Linked DNA regions of Pan troglodytes: region 2 is linked to region 1. Evidence: chromatin contacts called from public HiChIP or PLAC-seq data. All regions are on one chromosome and are shown on one strand. The core of a region is the stretch at or near the end of the contact, and the rest is flanking DNA. Distances in the headings are between cores, read along the strand shown. Region 1 holds the start of KLHL11 (kelch like family member 11). Region 2 holds the start of HAP1 (huntingtin associated protein 1).

Region 1 (6,467 bases), core at 3,456-5,955:
TCTGATCCTCTTTATAAAGCAAGGCTTAACAGCTCTTGTCAATGGCATCTCTGACCTGCAACCATCACTAATGGGTTGACAGAGTTGACACGACTGGCTACTCCCTCCTTGATATCCTTCTTTTCTACGTTTCCATGAGATCAGTCTCCTCTTTAAGATTCTTTTTTTTTTTGAGATCCAGTCTCTCACTCTGTTGCCCAGGCTGGGGTGCAGTGGCACAATCTCAGCTCACTGCAATCTCCACCTCCCGGGTTCAAGCAATTCTCCTGCCTCAGCCTCCTGAGTAGTTGGGATTACAGGCACCTGCCACCACGCCCTGCTAGTTTTTGTATTTTTGTATTTTTTTTTTTTTTTTTTGAGATGGAGTCTCACTCTGTTGCCTAGGCTGGAGTGCAGTGGCACGATCTCAGCTCACTGCAACCTCTGCCTCCTGGGTTCACGCCATTCTCCTGCCTCAGCCTCCTGAGTACCTGGGACTACAGGCACCCGCCACCATGCCTGGCTAATTTTTTTTTTTTTTTTTTTTTTTTTTTTGTATTTTTAGTAGAGACAGGGTTTCATCATGTTAGCTAGGATAGTCTTGATCTCCTGACCTCGTGATCTGCCCACCTCGGCCTCCCAAAGTGCTAGGATTACTGGCGTGAGCCACCGCGCCCGGCCTAATTTTTGTATTTTTAGTGGAGATGGGGTTTCATCATGTTGGCCAGGCTGGTCAAGTGATCCATCTGCCTCGGCCTCTCAAAGTGCTGAGATTACAGGCGTGAGCCACTTCGCCCAGCCGGCTATTTTACATTCTAGAGAACCCCAGGGCTCAGTCTTGCCTACTCTCTCCCCGCTGCCCCTTTTCTATGTATACTCCTTAAGTAATACCATCCAGCCCCAAGGCTTTAGTTACCATTTATACGGTAATTTTCCCCAATCTGTATCTCTAGCTCCCATGCACTTCCCAGGGATCTCCTTAACCAAATCCAAAAACTCCTGATCTTACTCCCAAACCTGCTCTTCTGCAATCTTCCACATCGTAATAATTCCATCCTTCCCATTGCTTGGGTCAAAAAGGTAGCAGTCTTTTCCCTTATACCCCACGTCAAATCCATCAGCAAATTCATCTCATCCATTTTCAAAATATATCTGGAACCAGAGCAGTTCTCATCACCTTTACTTCTCCCTCCTCAATCGAAGCCTCCACCACCACTGCCACAACCTCCTACACTAGTCTCTCTGCGTCTGCCCTTGGTGCCCCCTCCTCCCCAATGCCACATCCTTTGTTCTTTTTTTTTTTTTTTTTTTTGAGACAGAGTCTTGCTCTGTCCGCCAGGCTGGAGTACAGCGGCGCAATCTCAGCTTACTGCAACCTCAGCCTCCCGCCTCCCAGGCTCAAGCGATTCTTGTGTCTCAGCCTCCCCAACAGCTGGGATTACAGGCACGCCACCACGCCCGGCTAATTTTTGTACGTTTAGTAGAGACAGGGGTTTCACCATGTTGGCCAGGCTGGTCTCGAACTCCTGACCTCAAGCGTCCACGCACCTCGGCCTCTCAAAGTGCTGAGATTACAGGCGTGGGCCACCGCGCCTGGCCGCCACATCCTTTTTTCAACACAGCACTATTCATCAAATCAGACTGCATCATTCCTCTGCCCCAAACCTTCCCATTTCAATCAGAGTAAAAGCTCATGTCCTTCCACAGGCCATCAAGGCCCTACGGGATCTGGATCCATGCCCATTACCATCCTGGGGCTTCTCCTGTTCCTCTCATCCTGCATCCCTTTGATACAGCCACACTGGCCCCCCGCTGTTCTCTAACATACAAGCTCCACCTCAGAGCCTCTGTACCTGTGTCCCCTACCTGACACAGTCTACCTTACCTCCTTCGGTTCTTAGCAAAACGTCTTCTTCATAGGGCATTCTCTATCCACCCAATTTGGAAAACACTTCCTCTCCCCCAGCAGTTTCTATGTACTCCCCCCATGCTTTATTTTTCATCAGTGATGACAATCATCCAACAGGTTATACATTTTACTTATTTACCGTCCATCTACCAACCTAAGTGCGATAAGGAAAAGGACTTTTGTCTGTTTTGATCACTGCTGAAACCCTAGCACCTTAGAATCCCGCATCTGAGCTGATGCGTAATAGGCGCTCAATAGGCATTTTTGTTAATGTATCTGTAAGATGATAATTGCCAAAACAAACGCCTCTCCATCTCTATAAACGGTATTACCTGCCTTCTAACCAGTCTCTGGAGCATTCCTGCTCCCTACAATCCGTTTAACACAGTGGCAAAATAATACTAAAATATTTAAATCAGCTATTTCTTTACCCAGCTTCCTATCACACTTAGTGAAATCCAAACTCCTTATTCCAACGCATCTCACGCATCCTTCTCCCCTTCATCCACTAGATCCAGCCTCACTGGACTGTATTTTAATTCTCTTCTCTAAGCCAAACTGGATCCTGCCTGAGGGCGTTTGCGCTGTCTGGAATATTCATTCCCCATCTTCGCACGGTCAGTTATTTTTTGACATTCAGAGGTCGATCTAAACTTCACCTCTTCAGAAAGATCTTTATTCAATCCCTAGCCTTTCATTCCTTTTGAACGTCAGCACAACAGTTACCACATACTGACTTTCCTTTTCATCACTTTTGTCCCATCACCTAGTATCTGAGCTCCTTGGGCGCGGGGCGCCCTCGCCGGACCTGATGGTGCATCCTCCTCGCCCACCGCGGTGGCTGCCCCCAAGCAGGCGCTCAGCGAGTGTGAAACCGATGCGTTCACTCAGGACTCGCGAGCTGCCGTGGCAGGCACTGCCCTCCCCTCCGCCGGCGAGCATCTCCCCCTCTCCGCGCCCGCCGCCCTCCGCGCTCCCGCCTCCCTCGCCTACCTGTCGGCCAACTCCAGCACCTCGTGCACGCTGCCCGTGCTGACGCGGATGCGCCCGGTGTACATGTACTCGATTACGGCTTCCACTGTGTCGGGTTCGGGCCCCGGCTCGGAGCTCCACTTGCGCATCTCCACCCGTCCCGAGCGGGACTCGGAAAACTGGCCCGAGAGCAGGGGCGTGAAGTACTCGGTGGCGGCAGCCAGTACCGAGCGGTGGGCCCGGAACTCGCGGCCTCCAGCCCCGCCGAAGCACAGGGTAATGTCGCAGAAGAGGCCCTGGCGCCGCTGCTCGTTCTGCCGCCAGGACAGCTCTGAGCAGTGAGAGCTGCACTCGAAATCCTCGGCTTCTGGGCCCGGATCGCCCCCGCTCGCCTCCATTGCAGAGATCCCCGGCCCAGGCCCGAAGTCCACCGTGCCGCTGCCTCGGACCTCGGCGGCCAGTCCTGCCGAGCCGGCGGCGGCCGTCTCCATGCTCTCCATCTCCAGTACCTGAAGAGATGCAGCCGCGGCCGCCGCCGCCGCCGCCGCCACTGCCGCAGCCGCCATCTTGACGCCGCTGCGCCCGGCCTCCACAGCCTCGGAACGATGCGGCCGTTGGTGCGACACAGAGGGATTCTGGGATTAAATAGTGCGCGCGGGGCGGGGCCAGGTCGCCCGCCGGCCGCACATGCGCCGCCTCGCCTCCAGCAGCTCTGCCTGCCTTGGTGAGGTCCGTCAGTAACAGTCGCCCAGTCCAGAAGACTTCGCCCCAGGGCGTCGGTGCGAGGATGGCTCGCTTCCTTTCCTTAGTGGGTAGCATGCTCTCTGCAGTCATTTTGTCGAGTAAAGCCACCTTAGACCATTACCTGTTGTTAAAGCCTTGAGTGGCAATACAGGATTTTTATAAGATCTAGCCCCAGCTAAGTGGATGAGGGATGAATGAGTTACTCGTTATCCGTTTTTTTTTGTTTGTTTTTGTTTTTGTTTTGGGTTTTTTGTTGTTGTTTTTTTTTTGAGACGGAGTCTCGCTCTGTTGCCCAGGCTGGAGCGCAGTGGCGCGCTCTTCGCTTATTGCAACCTCCGCCACCCGGGTTCAAGCGATTCTTGTGCCTCAGCCTCCCGAGTAGCTGGGACTACAGGCGCCCGCCACCACTCCAGGCTAATTTTTTTTTTTTTGAGACGGAGTCTCGCTCTGTCGCCCAGGCTGGAGTGCAGTGGCCCGGTCTCGGCTCACTGCAACCCCCGCCTCCCGGGTTCACGCCATTCTCCTGCCTCAGCCTCCAGAGTAGCTGAGACTACAGGCGCCCGCCACCATGCCTGGCTAAGTTTTTGTATTTTTAATAGAGACGGGGTTTCACCGTGTTAGCCAGGATGGTCTCCATCTGCTGACCTCGTGATCCACCCGCCTCGGCCTCCCAAAGTGCTGGGATTACAGGCATGAGCCACCACGCCTGACCGTAGATGAGCATTTTTAAAACCATATATACTGAAACTATTAGTACAGTTCAGGCCAGGCCAGGCACAGTGGCTCACGCCTGTAACAGCACTTTGGGACGCCAAGGAGGATGGATTGCTTGAGTCCATGAGTTCCAGACCAGCCTGGGAAATACAGCAAAACCTTATCTCCACAAAAAATACAAAAGTTAGCCTGGAGTGGTGGTATGCTCCTGTAGTCCCAGCTACTTGGGAGGCTGGAGTGGGAGGACTGCTTGAGCCCAGGAGATGGAGGCTGCAGTGAGCTGTGATGGTGCCACTGTACTCCAGCCCTGGGGCGGCAGAGTGATACCCTGTCTGGAAAAAAGTACAGTTACAAAGGAATACAGATCAAAGGATATGGATGCCAGGAGCCAGCAGTATGCCTTCATTGTTACTATATAGTTTATTTAAACCAGACTATGATAATACAGAGAAGAGACTGAGGTGGCAGCTGCCCAGAATCTTTGTGGATTACAGATGCAAAGTAGTTAGGAGTCCTTGGACCCACACTTCAGTTACAGACAGACAAATCAGCTGCATAAATACAGAGAACATAACACACAAGACATTTCACAGCTTTCTGCATTTCCATTTTAAATGTATGTATGTTACAACTTTACATATTAAGTTACTACTCCACATATTTTGTGACAATGGCTAAGGATGCAATGGCCCCATCCCCCTGACATAAACAGACTCTGGTCTGCAACACAGAACATTTCAGTGGGATACCAAACAAGCCCTTAACACATAACATACAAAAAGATCTTTAAAAATCAGATTAATACAATGTTCTTCATGTTATATAAGGAAGAAGAAAGGGAAGTAAAAAAAAAAAAGAGACATTGGGGTGCTTTAAATGTATAGTATCTTGAGGCCATAAATGTTTCATTCCCTTCCTCCAAAGGAGAAAAAAATGTTTAACTAATGGAAAAAGAAAGCAACATCCTAACGCCCTACAATGAGGAAGACCCCATCCTGACAGTACTTAGATGCTTCCATATAATAAATACAGCAGGTAGCAGAGCAAAGTCACAAATATTGGCTTGGTTTTTATTTCTATGCTTATAAAAAAAAATATGAAGCTTCTTTGTGTGGACTGAAGGGGTGTTAGCCTGTGGATGTTGGTCTTCGGTGCCTGTACCCCAGTGGCTGTTTACATTCCAGGCCCCTGCTAAATAAAGCAGGCTCCACTGCCAGCTGTCTGTACACTTTTTCCTGGGGGAGGAGTTCTTGTCTTCAGTTTACTGCAGTAGGGTTCCTGGCTCTGTTACATGCTCATGTGTTCCGGAAGAACATATGAAATATCATCCCACGGATGACGATACAGCCCCTGCTTCAGCCTCTTCTGATCAAGATAGTGTCCTAAAATGAAGCAAACACATCTTTTTTATTAGAGCTTCATAAGCCTGGTGAGAGGAAGAGGCTAAGGAAGGGAAATCTTTCTAACACACAAAAAAAGTAGACACAAAGCAGTGGGAAGTTTAGTCCAAATCCACTGTATAGGTAGATGAGGCGGACTTTGTACAAGGGAGCTGTTGGATCTGATTCTATTTTCCTTTAAATTAAAACAAAATTTTAAAGGGAAAAAATAAAATAAATAATAAAAATAGGCCGGGCACGGTGGCTCACGCCTGTAATCCCAGCACTTTGGGAGGCCGAGGTGGGCAGATCACGAGGTTGGGAGATCGAGACCATCCTGGCTAACATGGTGAAACCCCGTCTCTACTAAAAATACAAAAAATTAGCCAGGCGTGGTGGCATGCGCCTGTAGTCCCAGCTGCTTGGGAGGCTGAGGCAGGAGAATCGCTTGAACCCGGGAGGCGGAGGTTGCAGTGAGCTGAGACCGCGCCACTGCACTCCAGCCCGGTGACAGAGCAAGACTCAGTCTCAAAAAAAAAAAAAAAAAAAATTTCCTGGGCTAGCAATCATTTCTAAGAACAAAGGAACAATGATAAAGATAAGGGGAAAGGTTAAAGTAAGAAAGGAAAGATTAAGAACAATGATTAAGAGGATATGACATTTCTTCTGTAGAAACTGAACCACAAAAAGAAAATTAAAAAAGAAAAAAAAAAAAAAAGAAACTCAACCCCATGGGTAAGTGGTGTAGCTGAACCGTGGGGTTTAAAAAA
Region 2 (5,637 bases), core at 941-3,440, 130 kb before region 1:
CGCTGCTGCGGCGGGACCTTTATAACCTGCGCCAGCCGCCGGGCCGGACCACGCGTAGGGGTGGGGGCTGCCGAGAAGCAACTAGTGGCAAGCGGGACTCAGAGCCGCGCGGGAGGGGAGCTAGTGGTGACGGAACAGAGCACAGTAAGAAAAGGAGGGCAAGAAGGGCGAGTGCAAGTTCCGGATGGCTCCGAGTTGGGATGGGAGCGAAAGATTTTTTCTGCCCTCTCCATCTCCGGAGAATGGTTCTGCCCAAAGCCGCGGCTGCCCCAGGACTCGCGGGTGCCTGGCTGGGGGCAGCCCCTCCCCAGCTGCCGCGCCGGGGTTTCGGGTGCCTTTCCTGGTGTAGAAGCTGCCAACCCAACGTTGTGCATACGGTCTGGGGTGGCCAGTGCATTAGGGCAGCGCTGCGTCTTTCCCGGTTGACTGGGAGAGACATTCCAAACTCCAGTTCGCTTCCAACGTGCTGCAACCCTGCCTGGCGCTGGAACCCTGACCCTCGCGCTCACACCCCAGTGCTCGCGCCACTCGACGTCTTCCATTTGATTGGATTAACTGTTCTTCACCTCCTACCCTAATTCGCTTTGCCCTCCTCTTGCCATGCTGGCGAACCCCTGTTCTTGGGAGACGCCGCTTAAAAGTCTCCCTGTAGCCGGGCGCAGTGGCTCACGCCTGTAATCCCAGCACTTTGGGAGGCCGGGGCAGGCGAATCACCTGAGGTCAGGAGTTCCAGACAAGCCTGGCCACCTGGTGAAACCCTGTCTCTACTAAAAATACAAAAATTAGCCAAGCATGGTGGCGTGTGCCTGTAGTCCCAGCTACTCAAGAGGCTGAGGCAGGAGAACTGCTTGAACCTGGAAGGTAGAGGTTGCAGTGAACCGAAATTGTGCCAATGCACTCCAGCTGGGGCTACAGAGCGAGCCTCCCCCTCAAAATAAATAAATAAATAGAATACTTTTTTTTTTAAGTATCCTACTGGAAATGTTGGGTAGACAATTAGATGTATAAATCTGAGTGTAGGGGAGAGACCGGGCTGGAGATTTAAATGTAGGAGTCATTGTTCTTTGATGACCATTTAAAGCTATGAGACTGGTGAGATCCCCAGGAGACTGAGAGAAGACAGATAAGAGCGCACAGGACTAACCCCCCTAGGATTCAGAGGGCAGAAAGAAGAAGAGGAGGCATCAAAAGGAAGACTGGGATGAGTGGGGCAGTGAAGTAGAGGAAAACCAGGAAAGTTGGGTCCTAGAAAGTAAAGAAAATGTTTCATGTAGAGAGTGGCCACCTGTGTTGGGTGGTGCTGTTGGGCCAGGCAAAGACTGAGGACAGAGACTCAGCTTGGCAAACTGGGGTCATGGGCAACCTTGGTGAGCTGGGGTCATGGCCTCGGCAAGAGTGGTCTTGGGGGCCAGGCACAGTGGCTCACACCTGTAATCCTAGCACTCTGGGAAGCCAAGGCAGGTGGATCACCTGAGGTCAGGAGTTTGAGACCAACCCGGCCAACATAGTGAAACCCCATCTCTACTAAAATACAAAAATTAGCTCGGTGTGGTGGAACAAGCCTGTAAGCCCAGCTACTTGGAAGGCTGAGGCAGGAGAATTGCTTGAACCCAGGAGGCAGAAGTTTCAGTGAGCCGAGATTGCACCACTGCACTCCAGCCTGGGCGACAGAGCAAGACTTGTCTCAAAAAAAAAAAAAAAAAAAAAAAAAAAAAGAGCGGTCTTGGTAGAGGGGGTGAGAGAGACCAAAGAGGAGTGAGGAAATAACGAGAGGTAACAAAATGAAAACAGAAAGAAGGCTAGGCGCTGTGGCTCACACCTATAATCCCAGCACTTTGGGAGGCTTAGGAGGGTGAATTGCTTGAGCCCAGGAATTTGAGGCCAACCTGGGCAACATGGCAAAACCCTTTCGCTACAAAAAAATACAAACATTGGCCGGGCGCAGTGACTCACACCTGTAATCCCAGCACTTTGGGAAGCCTAGGCGGGTGGATCGCCTGAGGTCAGGATTTCGATACCAGCCTGGCCAACATAGTGAAACCCCGTCTCTACTAAAAATACAAAAAATTAGTTGAGCATGGTGACGGGTGCCTGTAATCCCAGGTACTCAGGAGAATCACTTGAACCCGGGAGGCGGAGGTTGCAGTGAGCCGAGATTGCGCCATTGCACTCCAACCTGGGCGACAAGAGCAAAACTCCCTCTCAGAAAAAAAAAAAAAAAGCTGGGCATGGTGGTGCATACCTGTACTACTTCAGGGGCTGAAGTGGGAGGATCACCTGAGCACAGGTCGAGGCTGCACTCCAGCCTGGGTGACAGAGCAAGACCCTGTCAGAAGGAAGGAAGGAGGGAGGGAGGGAGGAAGGAAGGGAGGGAGGGAGGGAGGGAGGGAGACAGTATAGAAAACCGTATTGAAGAAATCTGCAACAAAGGAGAGCTGGAAAAGGGCACAGGAGCTGAAGGAGGACATGAGTGCTGGGGAGTGTGCTTTGAAGATGGGAGAGAGGACAATATGTTTACATGCTGATGGAAATGTTCCCTCAGGGAGGAGAAAACAGGTGCAGAAAAGAGAGCATATCTCCCAGAATACTTCTGGAAATGGAGGAACTTTCATAACATAACCGTTCTCCTCCTTGTTCAAAGTCTGCATGTTTTATTTTCTTTCTTTCTTTCTTTCTTTTTTCTTTTTTTGAGATGGAGTTTCACTCTTGTTGCCCCAGGCTGGAGTGCAATGGCATGATCTCGGCTCACCACATCCTCCACCTCCCGTGTTCAGGCAATTCTCCTGCCTCTGCCTCAGCCTCCCCAATAACATGCGTCACAACATCCGGCTACTTTTGTCTTTTTAGTAGAGACGGGGTTTTTCCATGTTGGTCAGGCTGGTCTCGAACTCCCGACCTCACGTGATCCGCCTCCCCCTTGGTCTCCCAAAGTGCTGGGATTACAGGCGTGAGCCACTGTGCCCAGCCCAAAGTCTGGATGTTTCCTGTGGTTTCTTTGTCAGCAGAAAGCTTGAAGGAGACACACAACCCCAGGGTTTGCTACGACAGTGAGGTTGAAGAACATAAGGAGATGGCTGTTCGGGCATCGGCACAGCCCAGGCTTCCGTGAGGCTGCAGCTCCGTAGGCTCTGCCGAGTGGTCCTCCCACAGCCCAGCTTCCTGGACTGTCTCTCTGTGCCTTGGACATCTCTGCAGCCCCAACCACCAAGCACAGAACAGGGCATACAGAAGAAGCCTATTACACTCCTGCTGAATTAAATTGTTTCTGGCCCATGAGGAAGAAGCCCTGGGAAACCCCTGGAGAGTTTGACGGGGAAGAAGGCAGAGGCAGTGGGATGGAGAAGACAGAGATGAAGTTAGGAGACCCTGAAAGCTCCCCCAGCTGACCACACCCTCTAGGTCAGCGCACTGGCAGCCAGCAACTCTGGCTACGGCCACCAGAGGGCAGTGTCAGCCCGTATACCTCCCCCCGTGGCTTCCTCACCTACAGGCTCAGTCGCCCCACAGCAGGTGGAGTAGGGACAGAGACTCCATTTTACAAATGGAGAAACCAGGGCTCGGGGCCCGTCATTCTGGAAGTGAGCATTTTGGCCTGGCTGACAGATATCTGCCTTTCCACAGCCTAGGGCTGTCCAGGAGACTGGGGGTGGTCTCTGATCCAGGCCTCTCAAGTGGTTTTCCTCTGTCAACCACCCCCTCCCTCTCCTGCTTCTCGTCTAGGGGGAGAAATCAGACACAGCAAAGACCCTCGGCCTCCTGTCCTCCCTCCCAGTGTGCACCCATGGACCCTCCTGGATCCAAAGAGGATGGGAGGGTGCAGAAGACTTGCCAGGCTGCAAAGCCAGACCACCCACCACCTAATTGTGCACACCGCCCTGAACCTGGGGCACATTCACTCCAGTGCCCAGCCCTGGGCAGCACACAGGTGGCTCAGGCCCCTCCTCCTGCCCCCTCCCCTGGCCTGACCCTGGGAAAAAAACACCTGGAACAGGGTAGGTCATAGAAAGAGCCCCTAAGGGTCGGTGCCAGGGACCTGGGGGGGGGGGGGGCAGGCACCAGGGTTACTTTCTGCAGGGGAGCAGGGTGGAGGGGCACCCTGAATTAGGGACAGGGGAGACCTCCTCACCCCCGCCACAGTCCTGCTGTCTCCTGCAGGCCTTTCGGGGGCCCTCCCCCATCTCTGATCCAGGCCTTCCCCTCCAGAACCAGGCAGTGGCCGCCATAGCCCTCACCCCCACCCCAGAACCCAGGTACAGTCCCTCCTTACATCAGCGGAGAATGGGGGGCCTAGGCCCTCAGAGGTTCCCCTTTAACTTTTCTTTTGTTTTTTTGAGAGGGAGTCTCACTCTGTCGCCCAGGCTGGAGTTCAGTGGCATGATCTCGGCTCACTGCAGCCTCCGCCTCCTGGGTTCGAGCAATTCTCCTGCCTTAGCCTCCCGAGTAGCTGGGACTACAGGCACATGCCACCATACCCATCTAATTTTTGTATTTTTAGTAGAGACGGGGTTTCACCATTTTGCCCAGGTTGGTCTTGAACTCCGGACCTCAAGTGATCCATCTAGCCTCGGCCTCCCAAAGTGCTGGGATTATAGGCATGAGCCACCACACCTGGCTCCCTTTAACTTTTCTCCTCTTCTTAAAGAGCCCAGCCCAACTCCTGGGCCACTGAGCCCCTCTGGCCTGGAGCAAGGAGGTAACGAGGTGCTGGGGGCAGCTGGGGGTCTGAGCCCTCTGCCTGCTGTCTTCCATGGCCCCGCTGCTGGCCAGGACCGAAAGGGAGAGAGGCAAGGAGAGAAAGGACAGAGAGCAAGTGCCGGGGGCGAGGGCAAGGGGCTGAGGGGGCTGGGACCTCAGGTGGAGAGTACTGACCCCCACTCTGAAGTTCTTCCCCACCTGGGGGCTCCTATCCTGGAGGAAGGCCCCGCCTCCCACACAGGCTCACTCCTGCTCTTGGTTCTGATGTCTGACTCCTCCTCTGAGAAGCCCTCCCTGGTGGGGCTCACCTGTGTTAGGTCCCCTGTGCCAGATCGGGCCTCTCTGTGTCCTCCCCTCCCCTGGCATTCTCTCCCGACTCTGCCCGCTCACAGGGTAAGATGATGTCATTGACAAGATGATCTATTTAGTAACAATGAGAGCCGTATCTGTTTTGCTCACTTTTGTATTCTCAGGACTCTAATGAGGCGTCCAATAAATATTTGTTGAATGAACACATCAGTGGATTCTCTGGGTATGGACGGCGGGAGTGGTAATCGCCCTGGGGAAGTGACTTCCGGTAAGGGTGAGATCCTAGGACTCTGGACTCCCAAACCAGGGCTCCACATCCCCTGGCACAGGTGAGCGCCACCAGGAACCCTCCAGGGGCACCTGTGGGAGAGGGTGGAGACCGGCCAGGATGTGAGCCACAGATCCCCAGGGAGTGACCCTCGGCACAGCCAGGTGCCCACTTCTTCCCTAGAGCCCTCAGCCCAGCCCCGCTCCTTTCCCCAGGGACCAGAGCAGGAGGCCTGGGCTGGCCTGATATGGAGCTGGGTCCAGCAGGTCGGCAGTGCCCTGACCTGGGAGGCTCCACGGGAAGCAGCTGGGAGTCAGGGGACCACAGCACCCTCTGTGAGGAGGGCAGGACCATCAGCTGCGTCC

What was found. HiChIP or PLAC-seq counts read pairs in DNA pulled down with a chosen protein or histone mark.
Region 2: a contact with region 1 is called in an H3K4me3 HiChIP or PLAC-seq map of stem cell-derived excitatory neurons, with 11 times the contacts expected there. The contact joins the promoter of HAP1 here to the promoter of KLHL11 in region 1. A contact is called at or near these places in 2 of 7 Hi-C or Micro-C datasets (induced pluripotent stem cells and stem cell-derived neural progenitor cells) and 1 of 1 datasets of contacts at active chromatin or transcription factors (stem cell-derived excitatory neurons).

The regions. Positions count from the first base shown.
Region 1 is chr19:26,273,539-26,280,005 of NHGRI_mPanTro3-v2.0_pri, reverse strand. It overlaps KLHL11 (kelch like family member 11), which reads right to left and starts at 4,705. Exons shown (of 2, transcript XM_016931798.4): 1 at 2,882-4,705. The coding sequence starts at 3,426. ACLY (ATP citrate lyase) reads right to left here. Exons shown (of 28, transcript XM_063798578.1): 28 at 4,716-5,700. The coding sequence ends at 5,606.
Region 2 is chr19:26,401,678-26,407,314 of NHGRI_mPanTro3-v2.0_pri, reverse strand. HAP1 (huntingtin associated protein 1) reads right to left here and starts at 2,190. Exons shown (of 10, transcript XM_054670901.2): 1 at 1-2,190.